2 separate regions of the Drosophila melanogaster genome follow, and region 1 is linked to region 2. Evidence: chromatin contacts called from public Hi-C data. All regions are on one chromosome and are shown on one strand. The core of a region is the stretch at or near the end of the contact, and the rest is flanking DNA. Distances in the headings are between cores, read along the strand shown. Region 1 holds the start of pho (pleiohomeotic). Region 2 holds the start of unc-13 (unc-13,).

What was found. A called contact is a pair of places that touch in the nucleus more often than the background predicts.
Region 1: a Hi-C map of the Kc167 cell line shows a contact between it and region 2, with 4 times the contacts expected there. The contact joins the promoter of pho here to the promoter of unc-13 in region 2. A contact is called at or near these places in 7 of 107 Hi-C or Micro-C datasets (the Clone 8 cell line, the Kc167 cell line, the S2 cell line and 2 more).

The regions. Positions count from the first base shown.
Region 1 is chr4:1,178,335-1,183,667 of dm6, reverse strand. pho (pleiohomeotic) reads left to right here and starts at 2,040. Exons shown (of 7, transcript NM_166827.2): 1 at 2,040-2,078; 2 at 2,387-2,620. The coding sequence starts at 2,530.
Region 2 is chr4:908,859-914,160 of dm6, reverse strand. unc-13 (unc-13,) reads left to right here and starts at 1,830. Exons shown (of 28, transcript NM_001297788.1): 1 at 1,830-1,974; 2 at 4,977-5,082.

The DNA.
Region 1 (5,333 bases), core at 791-3,290, 270 kb before region 2:
GACGTAATTAAATAATTAGAATTGTCCACAAAAAAAAAAGATCAATATCCCAAGCGGGCAATCTCGCACCGGAAATAATATAAACAAATGGGCAATATGTGACATATTCACATAATCAGCACTTTCAGAAGAAATACAGAGTGGCGATTCCACGCCATGTACGCTAGCTGTATACAATAAATATCTTAAGCGGGCGATCCCGCTCCAGAAATAATGTAAACATAGGCAGTATAAGAAAGATTTTTGTCACTAACATATAGTCTTAAGCTGAGATCAAAAGAATAAAGACGTGAAAACCATCTCTATGATAATTTTTTATTTCTTAGCGTTGACCTTAGTCAACTGAAATTAGTTAGACTCAAATATATAACAATTATTTTACTGTATGCATGTATGCATATAGTAATGCATATTAGTTTACTTTTCCATGAAAATGCATTAATTATATATGTAATTGTATTTGTTGTATAGAAGCAATTACTGGACCACCGGCGGATGAAAAGGTGGACGACAATACGCAGCCTCTTTATTGAAGCAATATTAAAAAAGAAAATAATAAATTTAATAGATGAATTCTTTTTTGTTTTTATTTAAAACGTCGATGTTTTTTCAACATATTTCGCCAAAAACATCGATGTCCGCCATCATCGATATTTCTCAATCTCTATTAACAGAGTCAAATCAAAGACATTAGAATAACATGATTGGTAACGACCATACGTTGGTTTAGCACAATGCAGTCACTTTTTTGGTGACGGTCAATATTGACATTCTCTGGTAATCGAATTCGTAAGAATTTTACTTTTGTCTGGGCGAAATTAAAAGTAAATGCCTGTTATACATACATATATCTATCAAATCAGATCTTATTAACTAAGGAAAAAATATTTTATTCAGTGGTCTATCGATGTTAATTCCAAATCACCACAAGATCATTCTGCCAATGCGTTATTATACAAAAAATGTATTTCCGACCCCACCTCAGATTTGACAAACAACATTTTGCCGTCAGCAACAAATATTTTCGATTTAGCAAGGGGATTAGCAAAGGAGAAGTACGTTCCCAATATTTATTGCGAAGGCTGCCATACTGTTGGTAAAACGAAACAGGCAGGTAAAAATACTTATAAAATATAAAAGAATTCATTAATGAATTTCAGGAATGGCCAAAAGAGTTGTATGTATTTAATTAAATGTATTTTTATTACTTAAATGTCAAAGTGCAATAACAAAGTAATTGCGAACGTCGGACTTAAAACTGTAAAAAAAGGTGTCCGCTCTATGGTCTGGAAAACAGCTTGAACAGCTGTTTAATGTTTACAAAACATTCCGATAGCAAAAATTTTGCGAAAACCAAAACAGCTAAAAACGAAATCAAAAGATTTTGCCCAAATCGAAATAAAAAATAAAAATTACAGGAGCATGATTGACTATAAATTATCGCTGTGCATGCTTGGCATCTCTTACATCAGCACAAAACACAAGGATTGGCAGAATTGGCGCTTTTTCAAATCTACAGCAGAACACAAGATCAGTAGAGATGTTGAACCATCGGTGCCTGATCCCACGCAGTAGAAACTTTCCCCTTTCGTTTAACAGTTGCCTCTTTTAAATCTGTTCCAGTCTCATGTTAAGCTTTGTTAACGATGGGAAATTGGTTATAGCATGATTGCACTCGTTTTCCGAAATGAGGATGATTCCATTTCCACATTTTCGAAATGTATTTGTGGACCGTATCATATGAACTTTATTTATCACTAAAACTAATAGAAAAATATACACATTCTTTGATAGGATTTTCTTTAAGCATATGAAAAATTTAATTCATATCGGTTTACAAATTTGTAGTATTATTTAATTTTATGTTTTGCATGTATATTTCAAGCTATACCGATATAATTACAGAGATTACAGCCAGCTTGTTCTATATTTAGAAGCTAGTCGACGTGGAATCAAGATATATTTTGCGTTGTAAAAAAATACTAAAGTTTAGTATGTTGCAAAAAACCCAAATATTTAGGCATCGAATACCCATGCCAAACAAGCAGAATAACCTTTTCAATATTTTGAGTCATTTGGTATCGCGTTTTATAAAAATTACTTGAATTCTTTTGTTTTCCTCGGCTTTTAGTGAAACAATTCGACTATCATTAAATTTATGTGGCGTTTAATTAATCTTTCGTATTATTTCAATCAGAATTTTTTTAACATATTCACTACATTTTCTTAGAGAACCGTTTGTCATATTTAATGTATATTATGTTCCCTACTTAAATATGACAATTATTAATTCTGTGTGTGTACGTATCAATCATCCGTGATATTATATTCATGTCTTATATTGCCTACATATGGAATAATGGCAGTAAAAATGCTGTTCTTTCAGATACATCAAATAGCCTCAGGGAATGCAACGCTCAGGAAACATACAAATCTTACCTAACACATGTGCCTACAATTATCCTGGCATTTGAAATGCTTTAATACTAACTTTAAACTCATGCGTATGTGGATTATAGTATTGTAAATATGGCATACGAACGTTTTGGAATTATTCTTCAAAGTGAACAGTACGATGAAGATATAGGCAACACAAAAGTCAATCAGAAAATGAATGAAGGTAAGTTCGGATTTTACAGGCATGTCTATGTTTTGAAAATCGAATTATAGCAACAAAGCACTTTTTTATAAAGCGTAACAACAAAATACTGTTTAATGAAGCATAAAATATAAACATATTTACTTGTTATACCCGTTAGTCCTAGAGTAAAAGGGTATACTAGATTCGTTGAAAAGTATGTAGAAGGAATCGACCACAGTATTCTTACTCATGATCACTAGCGCCAAGTCGATCTGCCCGTATAAACGTTGAGATCTCGGGAACTAAATAAAAGATGTGAAAGTTAAGATAAAGCATGCACATTCTAGAGAAAATTACCACTTCTACTCCAACGCCCACAAACCTTCAAAAACTGTCAAAACTAAAATTTTAATATTGTTTAAGCCGCCATACTAACATTTTTAAGCCAAGCCCAGATCGTTAATGTCAGCTTTTAAGCGCCTTGGCATCGAAGAAATGAAGTATCATCAGATTGTTCAGTAATATGTTAGGTTAAGGTTTTTCCAAAGGAGGCAAGACTCGGAAGACTATCACTCAAAACACAGTGTTGACGGGTGTGAGGCTAATCCTCATCTCTCGTGAGTTACCTGTAATGGCGGAGACGCCGGGTACCCATGTAAGCGTTAGTTTGGGTGTGCTGTAGACGTTCAAGTTCAATAATGGTGTTGCTCACAGGCACGCTCTTGCTAGTGTTCGCTTGAAATGTTAATATGCCGCATGACTGTCCACAATCAAAGCTGTTATTCTGATTCCCATCTGACTCACATCGTTCTTTAATTGCTAAACTGCAGAGTCCTTATACCCTTGTGAGCGTTAGTTTAGTGTGCCGTAGATCTCCCAGTTCCATGATGGTGTTGCGCACAAGACCCGTTACCTTTTCGCTTTTGGCTTAAAGATTTAAAGAATATTATATGGATATGTACGGATTTGCGGATATCCTAATGTGCTTTTGAAGACATAGAATTTTAATTTAAAGTATTTTTAATTAGCTGCGCAAATAATTTTGTATAGAGAATATAGTAGCTAATTTGGTTGAAAATTTATCACGCTATATAAGTATTCTTAAACTCGCAAAGTAAAAGGGGTTTCGAAAAACAATGGCAACCGAAGGAAGCGTTCCCGACCCTATAAAGTATATATATTTTTGATCCAGTGAACTACCCAAGTCGAACTGGATATGTCTGGCAGTATGAATGTCGAGATCTCAGGAACTAAATAAGCTAGAAAGTTGAGATTAAGCATGCAGATTTCAGAGACAAATCCGCTCAAGACTGCTATTTGATTATTTTTCTCCACTAGTTGCGTAATGGGTATCTGATAGTCGGAGAACTCGAACATTTTCTCTCCTTTGTTCATAGATTTAAATATCAACATGCTGTGCATGCTTGCTTACACTGATATAATCGCCTTTACCCGAAATTGTCTGCCTGTACTTGTTCAATATTTATAAAGTATTAATTACGTTATAAAGTATATACATTATATACACTTTTTGTCCGTTTCTAGGTAAACTAGTTTCCAAATTTGAAAGAATTATTTCTTTAGAGGATCAATATACAGCTGAATTCATTGAAATATTTTCCCTGATCCCTCCCTCTCTTTCGTGAGCGACTTTTATTTTACTTTTGTAGAATGGACATTTACTTTTTTATGGTGTTTATTAGAATAGAGTTGTCTGATGTTGTTTAACGAAATAAAAATTAAAAAGTGAATTTGATTAAGTTGATTTGCATATTTAAAAGGACAATGCAATAAATAAAATTTTAAAGAGCCCAGAAACGAGGAAATAAATAAAACAACAAAGTATAAGTGTAATATTAGTAAGATCTAATTATGTGTTAAAAAAGTTATAATTGATTGCTGTAAGAGCGGCAGAGAGTAAAGATTACAGATAATAGGATTACGTCTATTATAGTCAGAACATAACATGAACATACAGAATGATTTAAGATTAAGGGTATGTAGTTTCTAGTGAATATACTTGGAACAGAGAAGTTTCGCCGAAAAACCAGGTCGGGACTACTCGTATCGTACTACTCGTAAACTTACTAATAAAGACTGTTCCAAGCATCGTTCTACGGTTAGCTAGGGAGGGTAACTGAATTAGAATTAGTCTACTGGAATGAGGAATAGGACCCACAAGGCAAACATTAAGAATTTTTTTTGGACCCATTCAATGATGCCCAGTCTCTGCCTAGCCTTCGTTGCATACGGACGATCGCGATAGTCTAGTCTGTTTGTTGTAACACATCAACAACTCTTCCAATCGTACTGTGCACGCGCACAATTTCTATTTCTATCCAATGCACAGCAGTGGTGACAGACAATTACGTTACTTATCATAGATAAGCTCAACCAAGCCGACGCTTTGTAAGCCCCTCAATTGTTATCTCTCGAGCTTGCGAAGTTGACAACTAGTAGTAACACCAATGTTACCAACACCATAACCACCCAAGCTAGCTGTTCGCAGGCAAGAAGTGCTGCAATGTCTGAGATGCCATATTTTTGGGCGTTCCAAAAACTATTGTCTCCGGGGTTCAATCTGTGGCAAGCGTGCTGGGCCCCACGCAACTGGCTCTACGCTATGCACGAGGGATAATTATTTGTGTATCAACTGCGGTGGTGATCATGCTGTAACTGACAAAAACTGTCCTGTCAGAATTGGAAATAACCCAAGGCTCCCTACTTTTGTTGCTCATGGCAACACTGTCAG
Region 2 (5,302 bases), core at 581-3,080:
ATTCTCCTCCTCTGCCCCCTATTATACAAATAAATTTCTATTTAATATATTTCTCGAACGCGTTCTCGCAAAAAATTTATTTATTCAAAAATCTCATTTTAGATAAGGCAAGCTATACTGTAAAATTTTGATTCTTTAATTAAACGCGATAATTGTATCCAGTTTGTATGCAGTTTTGCATAATATTATATATATATATACATATATGGCTTCGTTTTGAATAGACTGAAATTTATAAATAATTTAGTGTTATTTTGCGTTGCTGAAACACAAAATGTATGTATGTATTATTAAATACATGTTTTAAATCGTTCGCTTGAATATTGTAAGTTGATCCGGGAGTCAGAACCGCGAGTCGGAAATGTCATCTTCGTCCTGCCGTACCTATATTGTGTCGCGAATTTAAGCTAATTTGGGGAGAAAATACAACACATACTCAAGATTTGGATTGGCCATTCGGTGGTATCCATTTTTATGTTACGAGCTTTGCCTTTTGGGTTAATTCACCCTGGGGAAGAGACATCCGAAGAACAGTGTAAGTTTTTTTGCGAATTGTTATTAAAAACAATCAAATTTCACATGTGGAAAACGAATCTAGTAATTTTTTAAAAAGCATGTAACAGGTAGAAGAAAGCCCTTAAAGGTATGTGTATTCTTCATCTGGGCATACAATAAATATATGTCGGAGCGCGACTCTTCGCATTCCAGAAATTCCTTCTGTGATTTCATATTCTGATGAAATTGTAATATTGCGGTAAAATTCTGTCGAGCGCTGCGGCAGAGGCACGAACAGCCTCTGCAGCTGACTGAGGTCCGATCGAGTGGTCATAAATAGTGTGTTAGAGAGAGATGACAATGTGGCACACGCCAGTGTGTATAGCCATTAGAGAATATGATGAAGAAGGGACATGTAAGAAGATCCCTTCAGTGAAGTTTGACTGCTGACGTCGATCGGAACTTGCTGCGCTGACGCACAAAATCGCGAAGTGAATAAATAATATGGATGAGACTCCTGTTTCGCCGACATCAGAAGTGGGATCGCCTTCGCCACGAGAGACCAGATCTGATCAGTATATGGCTGCGTTGGAGGCACAAAACCGTAACCTCATGGAAATAATAAGAACCATGCACGCACCGAGAGCATCGGCGTCAAATGAAAAGTCCTTGCACGTCACACTGCCAAAATTCTGCGCTGACAGCGCTGGAGCAGATCCATCTGCATGGTGCACCACCGTGGATTTAATCTTTGCAGATAATGCGCTTGTAGGCAGTGCACTCGTAATAGCGTTAAGCAAAGCATTAGAAGGCAGTGCATCGCAATGGCTGTCGCAGATATGCTTCGCTGGCATCACGTGGCCGCAATTTAAATAACTGTTCATACAGCGATTCGTAGGAATGGAGACGTCGGCTGCTATTTTGATGAACGTTTTGAACGGACGTCCAACACATGGAGAGAGCTTTGCCCAGTATGGAAGTCGCATTGTCACCTTGTTGCTGTCTAAGTGGAAGGCCAAGGATTTGGAGGAGATTGCGGTTTCGGTAGCGTTGGCTCACATGGCACAAATCGATAATAATTTGTTACGTTGGGTGTTTACGACTAATGTGGCTACGCGCAATGAGCTTCAGCAACAACTGCAAGCTTACGCCTTCAAGAAACGTAACAACGAAGATGATTCTGGCCCAGAAAAAAAGTTAAGAATGCAGTTGCAGACCATGTGCCATTTTTGTGGGAAAGCCGGCCACAAATTCGCCGAATGCCGTGCTCGAAAGGAAGGTACATCAAACACAAAAGGAAGAAACTACAGCGAAAGCAACACGCCTGGGTTAAAAGATCGTTCGAACATAAAATGTTTTAAATGCGACGAAATGGGACATGTGGCGTCTGTATGTCCCAAAGGCCACAACAAATACATCGAAAAGCGAGTTGACGTGTGCGAAACTAAGTGAGCCAAGTGGACTGTGTTTTTCAATTGGGTGAGCCCTTTCCATTTTTTTTTGATTCGGACGCCGAATGTTCTTTAATAAAATTAAAATAAATTAAGTAACAAATTAACATATTGGTTTCGTTTTATTGATTAAATCTAATAAATTTAGTATGTACAAATCCAAAGTTATCAAAGCCGTTCAAAATAATGCACATGAGAATAGTTTGGAAATACTCTTTGACATCAATATAGAAGTAAGCGATAATGATAAATGTAAATTAAGAAATATATTGGAAAAGTATGCCGATAGTTTCGTAACTGGAATACCAAATAAGGCGCATTGAAAATTCGTTTAAGTAATAAAAATAAAAGTGTTCAAGGGCGCCCATAGCGACTCAGTTTCCATTGCTACAGATTTTGGATCAAATAGATCGTTTGCGGTGTGGTAAATATTTTTTTCATTTGTTTTAGACATGGCCAGCGGATTCTATAGAAGAGTCAAGTATGTCTTTCCTTAGAGCTCCCAGTCGCATCATAGTGGATCAAGGCAGAAGCTTTGTCAGCAAACAAGTTCCGTGAGCTTTGTTCAACAAACAGGATTGAGTTGTTTTCAATAGCTACAGATGCCAGCAGAGAAAATGGGCAGGTTGAAAACAAATAAGCGTACAAGCAAGGAAAACATGCGAAAGGATGTAGAGTAGTTCGGTATGAGGTCATGTGTTAAGTGAGAAGTATCATCGAGTGATTAATGTACTAGATGGTCATCGACACAATTTGAAGTCGTTAGTTATCAAGCGAACATATAAATATTCGCATGAATGTAATGGTGACTCCCAACAGAGAAAAGAGTTGAAGGATGGCACTAGTGATCGTGCATCTGTGTCCCAAGAGAGAAAAGAGTTTAAAGATGGCACTAGTGATCGTGCATCTGTGTCCCAAGAAGGGAAACATTTGGCGAACGTTATGAATAGAATGGCGTGTGACCGCACTATAACAGCTAACTCGCAGGGACGAGAAGTGTTATGGCCGGGGTCAAGTGATGATGACTGCACTATAACAGCTAACTCGCAGGGACGAGAAGTGTTATGGCGGGGGTCAAGTGATGATGACTGCACTATAACAGCTAACTCGCAGGGACGAGAAGTGTTATGGGGGGGGGGGGGGGTCAAGTGATGATGACTGCACTATAACAGCTAACTCGCAGGGACGAGAAGTGTTATGGCGGGGGTCAAGAGATTGGGTGTGAGAGAAGACACGCCAATGTTATTATGAGAAATTAAAGTCATGGAAAATGTAAATAGTTTGAAGTTTTGATATGTAAATTGGAGATGTCTTTGTAAAAGAAAAATCAGTCATGAGATGAATTGTCAATTAAATATTTACTGATTATTACTTGTTGTCATTAATTGTTCTTAAGTTGACGAAGTTGTGTGACTTGGACTTGATTGGTGGATTAGGCACACGAGGACGTGTGAAAGGTTAGGAAGGCCGTGTCGGAGCGCGACTCTTCGCATTCCAGAAATTCCTTCTGTGATTTCATATTCTGATGAAATTGTAATATTGCGGTAAAATTCTGTCGAGCGCTGCGGCAGAGGCACGAACAGCCTCTGCAGCTGACTGAGGTCCGATCGAGTGGTCATAAATAGTGTGTTAGAGAGAGATGACAATGTGGCACACGCCAGTGTGTATAGCCATTAGAGAATATGATGAAGAAGGGACATGTAAGAAGATCCCTTCAGTGAAGTTTGACTGCTGACGTCGATCGGAACTTGCTGCGCTGACGCACAAAATCGCGAAGTGAATAAATAATATGGATGAGACTCCTGTTTCGCCGACATATACATATGTCGCAGATCATTTAAATGAAACGAAATTTCGTGTTTCTGCTTGGCACGCGCCATGCAGACGCCTCTTTTTATTTTTCTGATGCGCGGCAGACAACCGTTAGAGTTTCTGCCGAACGTAGTCTGGTCGCGGGTAGGAGCGGGAGGGAAGTAGATGTCTGTACGAAAACGAGAAGCATACAGAAAAATGCGGTGTGCATAAGTATTGGTGTATGCGGACTAGAACAACTGTCATAATTGTGTTGGTATTGCATGTAAAGTCAAAAACTACGCATAATTCTGATTTTGTGAAGAAGAGATCAGTCAGTCAGTTTTCGATCGTTACGCATAACAGACATGCCTCGCTCAAGCGCCAGAAAACGTCGCGCGAACCATAACGAGAGTAGTGAAGAGGAAGAAGGGCATCCTGATGACTCTTCGACACATACAAATAAATACAATAAAGCATGCAGACTTTAGTACTCTGTTCACTCTCTTTTTTAATTTGGATTTAAAAAATATTTAACTCACGGCTATCAATAACAAACACCCAACTCTAAATGATTTATTGATGTCTATAGATGTCTTGTTATCAAAGTCTTAATAAAGTAGTATAGCCTAGTTGAAACAAAAAAGATCACAAGTTTCCTAATAGGCAATAGTATGTCAAAGTGATACATCTTTAAAAAAATATTTAAAAAAACTTAATCCGTCACATACTGTTTTAATTTACACTCGGAAGTTTTTTTTATGGGGGACATTTTATAAAAATTCCTTAGTCTTCTTAAGCGTCGAGTTAAACAATTGCTATACCGGGTTACAAAGTCACGAGGTTGAATTTTGGAACGCTGCTGTTGGGCAGTGCAATTTTTTTTAACAAACAATTAAGGAGTAATTAAATTTTTTTTGGATAAACGTAAGGAAAATCAAATCTAGACCGCAATGTAAAGCCTCCTGTTGGAATAATTATACCCGTAGAGTAAAATGGTCTATTATATTCGTTGAAAAGTATGTAACAGGTAGAAAGAAGCTTTTCCAACCATATAAAGTTCATATATATATTTCTGATCAGGACCAATAGCAAAGTCGATCTGGCCGTGTCCGTCGATGCGTCCATATGAACGTCGAGATCTCAAGCTAATAAGCTTTTTTATTAGCTGTTTTTTTTTGCAATTAAAAGACGAGGTTTATTTAGCGATTTCTAACGATATGTTTTTATTGGTTTCAGAGAACGAGATTTTGAATCGATGTGATGTGTCCAAGATCACGAAAGTGAATGAAAATTAGAGACTTTATTGCAGACCGATCAGGAGAACGCTAAGCCAAAGGTTTAGGTGAGAAAGAGAGTACAAGAGAGAGCTTTCGTGAGAGGGAGCTTAGATAACGAAAGATATGCTGCACAGCTGTGGTACCGTAGAACCAAAGACACTAGAATAACAAGATGCGTAACGGCCATACATTGGTTTGGCACATGCAGCCAATTTTTTAGTGACGGCCAAAATTGCTCTCTTTCCGCTCGCTCCCGCTGAGAGCATAAGAAATCTAAAAATAGAA